Regions from separate parts of the Macaca mulatta genome. Here region 1 is linked to region 2. Evidence: chromatin contacts called from public Hi-C data. All regions are on one chromosome and are shown on one strand. The core of a region is the stretch at or near the end of the contact, and the rest is flanking DNA. Distances in the headings are between cores, read along the strand shown. Region 1 holds the start of CFAP410 (cilia and flagella associated protein 410). Region 2 holds the start of LRRC3 (leucine rich repeat containing 3).

Region 1 (4,411 bases), core at 713-3,212, 100 kb before region 2:
CTACATAACGAAACCCGCCAAGTGAACAAAGTACCAAGTGTGGGACTGAACTGATAGGGGCAGTTTTGTCAACTTAAAAATTCTCTTGGGGAAGAAGCTACAACATTTGGGACTGAGGCCATTTGGAGATGATCAGAGCAATACTTACATCTGTGAGGCGGCTGCCCCTGGGGAGAGAAAAGATACTTTAATTTTGTTAAAGTTGAATAAAAAACACTGAAGACAAAAATTCCAAAAATTACCAATGACTCCCTACAAACCTTAAGATTCTAGCATTTTAATGGCGTGGCAAAAAATATAACCGGCAAAGGTGTAAACAATTGTTTTACTTGATTTTCAACTACACTGTATGACGTTGGGGTGGTACCTTTTAGATAAGGAGCAGCAGAGCCATTTGTAAGACACGAAAAGATGAACTGTTCCTCATGGTCCCTGAATAGCAGAAGGTTAATATCTCTCACTGACAGACATCAACAAGGGCGTCTTTATAAGAGGCCAAGTTCAAAGGGTGAACAGGCGACTTATGAAGCAAACTTTAAAAGCCTGAAATCGGGTTGTTGTTTCTTCCAGCTTAGTGAGAGTACTGACCACCCCGTGCAAAACAAAGAAATGCATTATTGAAAGCAAATGACACAGGGGAATTGTAGCCAAAACACCAAATGTGCCAGGGCAGACAGAAAAGCTTTTTTTTTTTTTTTTTTGAGACGGAGTCTTGCTCTGTCGCCCAGGCTGGAGTGCAGTGGCCGGATCTCAGCTCACTGCAAGCTCTGCCTCCCGGGTTTACGCCATTCTCCTGCCTCGGCCTCCCGAGTAGCTGGGACTACAGGCGCCCGCCACCTCGCTCGGCTAGTTTTTTTTTTGTATTTTTTAGTAGAGACGGGGTTTCACCGTGTTCGCCAGGATGGTCTCGATCTCCTGACCTCGTGATCCGCCCGCCTCGGCCTCCCAAAGTGCTGGGATTACAGGCTTGAGCCACCGCGCCCGGCCCAGAAAAGCTTTTTAATTAACAGAGAAGAGCTCGCTCTGGGCAGTATGGGGATACCCCTGGGAGGAAGCGCCTGCTCTCCCTGACCCCCACGCCCCGCCTGCAGGGTGCGGCCAGTTGACAGGGCGCAGCGACTCCGCTGAGTCCCCAGGGAGCCCTGGAGATCGTGCGGGCCTCAACTCCAGGCTGCCTCCTCTGGAAGCTCCTGGTCCTCCTTGGCCTGGTGAGCCTCAGTATTACCCGCTTTTGCGCCTTCATGGGTCCCACCGCACCCACGTCCCTTCCTATCACCTGCCAGGCATACCCTTGGCACGGCCGCCCCCAGTACTGATTACCAACGTGTTTCCTGACTCAGTCCTCGAGAACTCAGTTCTCTCTCCTATTCGACTTGGTCCCAGTGACTGCTGGCAACCCCAGACATCAGATCTGGCCCACAGGGCAGCCGGGGCAAAGGCGGGCCGGGAAATGGGGGGGCCCCGGCGACCCCGACCCCTGGTCTCCTCTCCTCCCTGACCCCTGACTCCTTTGACGCCCTCGCCCCTGCACCTGACCCCGTTCCACTTCCGCACCTGCCCCCGTTCCACCCCCGCCCCCGCCCCCTCCCCGGCTCCGCCCTCACCCCAGTCCCCGCCCTGGCCCCGCCCCCGCTCCTCCCCCGACCCCGGGGCGGCCGCGGCCAGGCCCCGCCTCACCAGCAGTTGAGCTTGCGCACGCTGTGCAGCTCCGAGGCCTTGGCCCGGGTCAGGACCATCTTCCGCGTCAGCTTCATGGCGACCGCCCAGGCCCGGCCGGCGGGCGCCCCCGGCCTCCTGCTCCCGGGCGGGTGACGACTGCGCGGCGCGTGTCTCCAGGGGCGGGGCCCACGTCGTCAGGGGCGGATCCTGAGCCCATTGGCGGCTTGGCGAGGAGAGCGGGGCGAGGAGAGCGCCCTGGGGCCGCTTGGGCGCCGCTGACACGTCGGCTCTGCTCCTGCGCATGGGCGGCCTGGGGCGCCCGGCTCTGACGCGATTCTAACGCGACCCCGGAAGCGCGCGGCGAGCCGTGGGTGGGTGCAGGTGGCGGTCCCGGAGGCGGCCCCGTGAGGGCTGAGCTGCCGCTCCCTGGAACCGAGCGGGGTGGGCTCGGTCCCACGCGTACCATGGCCGAGTGCGTAGGCCTGTCTCTGAGCGCGGGCCTAGCGTGGATGGGATGGGCGCTACACAGCTCCAAGTTACGCGATTCAAACTCTTGGAATAAACCCAGGGCAGCCCTGGGGCTGTGTTGATTCCCTGTCTCGCTCCCTCCCAGCTTTTACAGAAAAGACGCATTTATAGGAAAGACGTACGGACAGGTCCAGCAGAGCCCTTACAAGCATTTCAGCCTTTTAGAAATCAGGTAAGACCCCCTAAACATCGTTACATGGGCCACAGTTACATTAAGACGGGCATTCTGAAACCGCCTTTGCCAAAAATTGTATCAGTGAGAGAATGATGGCCCTGAAGGAGATCTGGCCAATCCCCATCTTGCCTTTGTCCTTGAAGCTGCCCTTAATTATTCCTGGATAAGCAAAGCTAATTTTGGGAGACATTTATAGTTTAAATGATAGCAGCCCTTCCTCAAAACTAAACAGCCTTTGTAAAGGTAATGAGACCACGGGAACCGCCTTTGCAAAAATCGTAACTGAAGAAATTATGACAGGGAAAGATCTCCTAACGCACCCCATCTTCCTGCTATCCTCTAAACTGCCTTTGTTCATTCGTGGGTGTAGACCAGACTAGCCTTGGGAAGGAATTTAGTTTATAGATTAAACTCTGAAACAAAATTGATAATAGCCCTTTCCCAAAAAAACCCTTCTTGCCTGGGGACCAGTCTGCCTTTGTAGGACTAACAAATTAAGCTATGAGATGAAAAATTACAGTTTAGGGGCTGGCAACCTCTGGCGGCAATAGTCTGAACCTCCCCAAATTGCTCCTGGGAATAACATCACTGTTGCAAAACTTAAGATCAGTGCTTGAAATGTTTTGTAGACCCTGCATTCGGACATCACTTAGACAGATAATCTGGCTCAACCATTTGTGCGATCCCACCCAGGAACAGAAGTCAGCCAGAACTCATTTCGAACCCTTATGATTTAATCTTCAACCTGACCAATCAGTACTCACCACTTTCTGAGCCCTACCCGCCAAATTATCCTTAAAAACGCTGATCCCTGAATGCTCGGGGAGACTGATTTGAGTCATAAAACTCCATTCCTGCACAGCCAGCTCTGCGTGAATTACTCCTTCTCCACTGCAGTTCCCTTGTCTTGATAAATCGGTTCTGTCTAGGCAGTGGACAAGGTGAACCCGTTGGGCGGTTACACCACCAGGCTAGAAGGATAGAGGAGCCTGAATTCCACTAAGGTGCAGGCGTAAACTTTCGTCAGCCATTATTCTGGAGGTCACAAGACAAGCTACTTCCCCAATTACTCCTGCAGATAACATCACTATTGTAGAACATCACTATTGTATCTTTTCAGGTTTATTGCACGTCTGACATGGATGGACCCAGCTAGATATCTTGCCAACGGCTCCTGTGGCCCCACTCAGAAGCCATGCAGCACAAAAGGACCAAAAGGACAGCTAGATTTCATCAATCTTTCACCAACCAATCAGCACTCCCCATACCTTAGCCCCCTGCTCACCAAACTATCTTTGAAAAACCCCTAACCTGTGAGCCTTCAGTTGTAACCAAGCAGCTTAGCAGCTGTGAATCCAAAATATCTGAGACAGGTCTCCATCAGTTTAGAAAGTTTATTTTGTCAAAGTTAAGGACGAGCCCATGACATGGCCTCAGGGGGTCCTGACAACACGTGCCCAAGGTGACTGGGGCACAGCTTGCTTTCAGACATTTTTAGGGAGACATGAGACATCAATCAATATGTGCAAGATGGAAAAAGAAGAGAAAAAGAAAAAATGTATGTATAAGATGTACATTAGTTCTGTGCGGAAAGGCAGGACAACTTGAAGGCTGGCGGGGGCAGGGGGAGCTTCCCGCTTCCAGGTCATCGGTAGATAAGAAACAAAAGATTGCATTCTTGGCCGGGTGCGGTGGCTCACACCTGTAATCCCAGCACTTTTGGAGGCTGAGGCGGGTGGATCACGAGGTCAGGAGATCGAGACCATCCTGGCTAATACGGTAAAACCCCATCTCTACCAGTAATAATAATAATAATAATAATACAAAAAATTAACTGGGCGTGGTGGCGGGCGCCTGTAGTCCCAGCTACTTGGGAGGTTGAGGCAGGAGAATGGTGTGAACCCAGGGGGCGGAGCTTGCAGTGAGCTGAGATTGCGCCACTGCACTCCAGCCTGGGCGACAGGGGAGACGACGTCTCAAAAAAAAAAAAAAAAAGAGCTTAGTTCTCAGGTTGGTGTAAGATGTGGGATGACAGAAAAGTCTCAGAGC
Region 2 (4,231 bases), core at 867-3,366:
CACGAGCAGGTGAATGGAAACAAACTGTGGTACACTCATACACTGGAGTACCACGCAGCCATGCAAGAACTACCCATTGACAAACCAAACGACACAGGTGAATCTCAAAAATAATTGCACTGAGTGAAAGAAGCTACACAAAAAGCACATATACGATTCCATTTGTGCAAATTACAGGAAATGCAAAGTAATCTGTAGTGACAGCAGGCAGATCAGTGCTTGCCTGGGGATGAGGGAGGGCAGGGAGAGATGACCAAGAGGGAACCCAGGGTGTTCACTAGGCTGATTGTGGTGATGGTTTCACAGGCATATCCGAGTGTCAAAACTTATCAAATTAAAATGTGTAGCTTACCGTCTATCAATTACATCACAATAAAACTACTTTTTGAGAATCATGAGGATGGTTCAGGTCCGGCTCAAATGCCCCCACCCTGCATTCCTCCTTGGGATGTCAGACGCGGGAGCTGGGGCAGGAGGGGACCTAGATGGGCGGAGATCTAGCCCTACTCACCCACTGGCCACGGGGTAGGCGAGGGACGCTCAGCAGGGGCTTCCCGCAGACCCAGGGTCTTCAAGCGCCAGAAGCCCCGATGCCACGGGGAAGAGGGGATTTGCCCACAGTGAGGGGCAGGGGCTGGATCGGTAGCTCCTCCCGGCCCGCAGACCCCGCCCACACCCATAACCACGCCCTCAGCCTCCACCACCGCGTCCTCAGTCCCGCAACCACGCCCACAACCCGCCCACAGCCCCTGCGACCTGAGTCTTAGTACCGGCTCCATCTAAAGCCGCACCACCAGCTCCTCCTATGCCCCGCCCCATCTCTTCCAGGCCCCGCCCTCAAACCCCGCCCCCGCCTAACAACAAATCCCATTCAGGTCTCCTTACATGCCCCGCCCCTTCCCCCGCCCACGCGGGAATCGACACAGCCAGTCTCCGCCTTTCGTCCCGCCCCTCCCTCCAGGCCCCGCCCCTCCCCGCCCCTCGCCAGCGCAGGCCGGAGCCGCGGCCTCCCCAGCCAGTGGTCGCGGGCGCGGGCGCAGGGGCAGCAGGGTCGCCACCGCGCCAGGGGTGGAAGCGGGTCTGGCGGGCTCCGAGAGACCCGGGAGCAGCGCGCAGAGCAGCCTCCGGCCGCCGCCGCGCAGGTAAAGCCCCCGCCCAGCCCTGGGAGCATGGATCCCCCACCACCCGTGACCATCCCCCCGCCGCGAGTGCTCGGGTCTCGGGGGTCGCAGGTTCCGGGGGTCCTAGGGCCGGAGGGTCTAAAGGCTCGAGGTCCCGGGGTCCGAGCCCCTCCCGGCCGGCTCCGCGCGCGGCCCCGCCGTCCACGCCCAACGCGGGCCGCGCGCACAGGGCTTGGCTTCTCCGTTTTCTCCGCTTCTTCCTTCAGGCAGTTGAAAGAAAAGGCGCGGTTCTGCGCCCGGTGCGAGCCGCGGCTGCTTTAGGGCTGGCAGGGAAAGGCTTGCTGGGTTATTACAGTTTTTAGGGATTGTCGGAGTCAGCCAGGCGTTGGCTGCGGGAGTAGCCCCTGGCGCGCGAGCGCCCGCTGGTGCCCGGCCACGTGCCCGTCTTGACCCGCGCTCCAGGTTTGGCAGAATCTCCAGCCGTCCCCGTCCTCCTGGCATCCACCCTGAGGAGGGGCTGGGTGGTCCCAGGCCGCCGCCACCCCGCCACCCGGCCTTTGGTCCCCAGCGGTGTGGGAGGTGGCCAGGGCTGACCGCAGTGACCACCGACTGCGCCACACGGAGCCCCCTGGCAGTGCCAGCACTTGTGGGACGCTCCTCCCGGGCGCATTGGGAGTCTCCAGAAGTAAGTTACAGGCAGAGCTGTTTAAGGAGGCGTGCTCCCCATCCCAGACCCTTCGGCGGGCCCTGGACAACCTCCCCACCAGTGGACGCGTTTCCCAGATGACTGCAGCAGGCAGTGCTGACCACCCTCCTTCCCTCTCCCCTCCCTCCTGCGTCTTCCCTTTCAGAGCTGCCAGAGTGGAGTGCACTGCTTCTTCCAGCCCGGCAGGATGGCGGGTTCTTGTCTGGTTGGATAAGGCCTTGCAGCAGAAAAGAGCTCCATCTCCAGGCCTGAGCAGAGGCGCGCATCTCCCCATTCCCAGGCCAGCTCAGGATGGGCACCGTGCGCCTGCCTCGCCCCTCCCTCCTGCTGGTCTCCACCCGGGGGTCTTGTCTCTTCCTCCTCTTCTGCCTGCGCCTGGGCGCCACCTGCCCGCAGCCCTGCCGGTGCCCTGACCATGCAGGGGCTGTTGCTGTCTACTGCAGCTTGCGGGGCCTGCAGGAGGTCCCCCAGGACATCCCGGCCGACACCGTGCTCCTGAAGCTGGATGCCAACAAGATCTCCCACCTCCCGGACGGGGCCTTCCAGCACCTGCACCGGCTCAGGGAGCTGGATCTGTCTCACAACGCCATCGAGGCCATTGGCCCCGCCACCTTCGCGGGCCTGGCGGGGGGCCTGCGGCTGCTGGACCTGTCCTACAACCGCATCCAGAGGATCCCCAAGGACGCCCTGGGCAAGCTCAGTGCCAAAATACGCCTGTCCCACAACCCCCTGCACTGTGAGTGTGCCCTGCAGGAGGCCCTGTGGGAGCTGAAGCTGGACCCCGACTCTGTGGACGAGATCGCCTGCCACACCTCAGTGCAGGAGGAGTTTGTGGGGAAGCCTCTGGTTCAGGCTCTGGATGCAGGTGCCAGCCTCTGCAGTGTCCCCCACAGGACCACAGATGTGGCCATGCTGGTCACCATGTTCGGCTGGTTCGCCATGGTGATCGCCTATATCGTGTACTATGTGCGCCACAACCAGGAGGATGCCCGGAGGCACCTGGAGTACCTGAAGTCTCTGCCCAGCGCCCCTGCCTCCAAGGACCCCATTGGCCCGGGGCCCTAGCGCCTGTTCCAGCAGACCCCCGCCGATGGCTGCTGTCACTTCTGTAGTAGGTGGTAACTGATGATGCTTTTGCTATTCCCTGAGGCAGGTGTCACAGCCATGTGTGCTGTGCTCCCCACTGTTGCCCTCGGGCACAGCAGCACCTCCAGGCTGGATGGTTTTGCCATCATCCGTGTGAAGGATGAGGAACCTGAAGCTTAGTGAAACAGAAAGACTGCCTGTGACACCATCAGGAAATGATCCCAATGGGACTTCAACCTGGGCTGTCCATCGTGACATTCCGCCTCCTTCCACCACGCGAGCCTCTCCCACACAGGGCCCGCAGGCTGTGGATATGCACGCAGAGGACACGGGGTGCTCCACAAGCGTGAGGGTTCACGACAGGGGGCTCGGGTTCAGGTTCACCTGCTGAAGGCGCTGATAAGTCCTGTGCTGAGGAGCTGGCTTGCCCTTGTTTACCTACAAAGTGCACTGTAGGTAAACATGAGCCTTGTTCCACTGTTCCAGGTACATTGGAACATGAGCCCTGTTTCCAGAGCAAAGTAACAGAGACCAGGTTTTTCTAGAGCACTAAGTGGGATGTGTAGCTCAAACAAACTGCCCTAAGCTTTTTGTTCTCACAATGTTTGAGCAACCCTAGTGCCAAAATTTCAGTCCAGTAATGGGGTGAACAATATGGAGAGAGACCTGGGAAAAGTCCAAGGTAGCTTGCCTAGGGGAAGGCAGCAGCCACATATCTGGGGCCCTGCCTGCTTCCTGCCCCTCTGGCTGTGCCTGTTGTGGGAGGCCCTGCCCCAGGGTGATCTTGGCTCACTGCAACCTTCGCCTCCCAGGCTCAATCACTTCTCCTGCCTCAACCTCCTGAGTAGCTGGAATTACAGGCACCTGCCACCATGCCTGGCTAATTTTTGTATTTTTAGTAGAGATGGGGTTTCACCATGTTGGCCAGGCTGGTCTCGAACTCCTGGCCTCAAGTGACCCGCCCGCCTCAGCCTCCCAAAGTGCTGGGATTACAGGTGTAAGTCACCACGCCTGGCCCTGTGCCTTGCTTTTTCTACTAAGATATAAAACAGCTTTTTCCAAGGCCAGGAGTACTGGTGATTGATGTTTCAAGGCCAATCAATGGGATGCTTCATTTTCTCCAGCAACAGGAACTCTCTCTTTTCACCTTTGCTGCCAGGAATCTCAGAGATAATTTAGTATTCAATTTACTTACCTTAACATTCAGGTTAGATGTTACCTCCACCTATATGATAGTAATTCTTAATTTTTTGTCCTTTTTATGAGTGTTTATATTTTAAAGTACTTTATTTTTTGGGGGGGTGCAAATGAGTGATCA

Evidence for each region. A called contact is a pair of places that touch in the nucleus more often than the background predicts.
Region 1: a contact with region 2 is called in a Hi-C map of cortical neurons, with 2.4 times the contacts expected there. The contact joins the promoter of CFAP410 here to the promoter of LRRC3 in region 2. A contact is called at or near these places in 2 of 14 Hi-C or Micro-C datasets (cortical neurons and liver).

The regions. Positions count from the first base shown.
Region 1 is chr3:3,193,549-3,197,959 of T2T-MMU8v2.0, reverse strand. CFAP410 (cilia and flagella associated protein 410) reads right to left here and starts at 1,962. Exons shown (of 6, transcript XM_077995651.1): 1 at 1,678-1,962.
Region 2 is chr3:3,090,551-3,094,781 of T2T-MMU8v2.0, reverse strand. It overlaps LRRC3 (leucine rich repeat containing 3), which reads left to right and starts at 2,116. Exons shown (of 1, transcript NM_001194240.1): 1 at 2,116-2,902. The coding sequence starts at 2,119. The coding sequence ends at 2,892. LOC114676790 (a long non-coding RNA gene) reads right to left here and starts at 531. Exons shown (of 3, transcript XR_013414871.1): 1 at 512-531.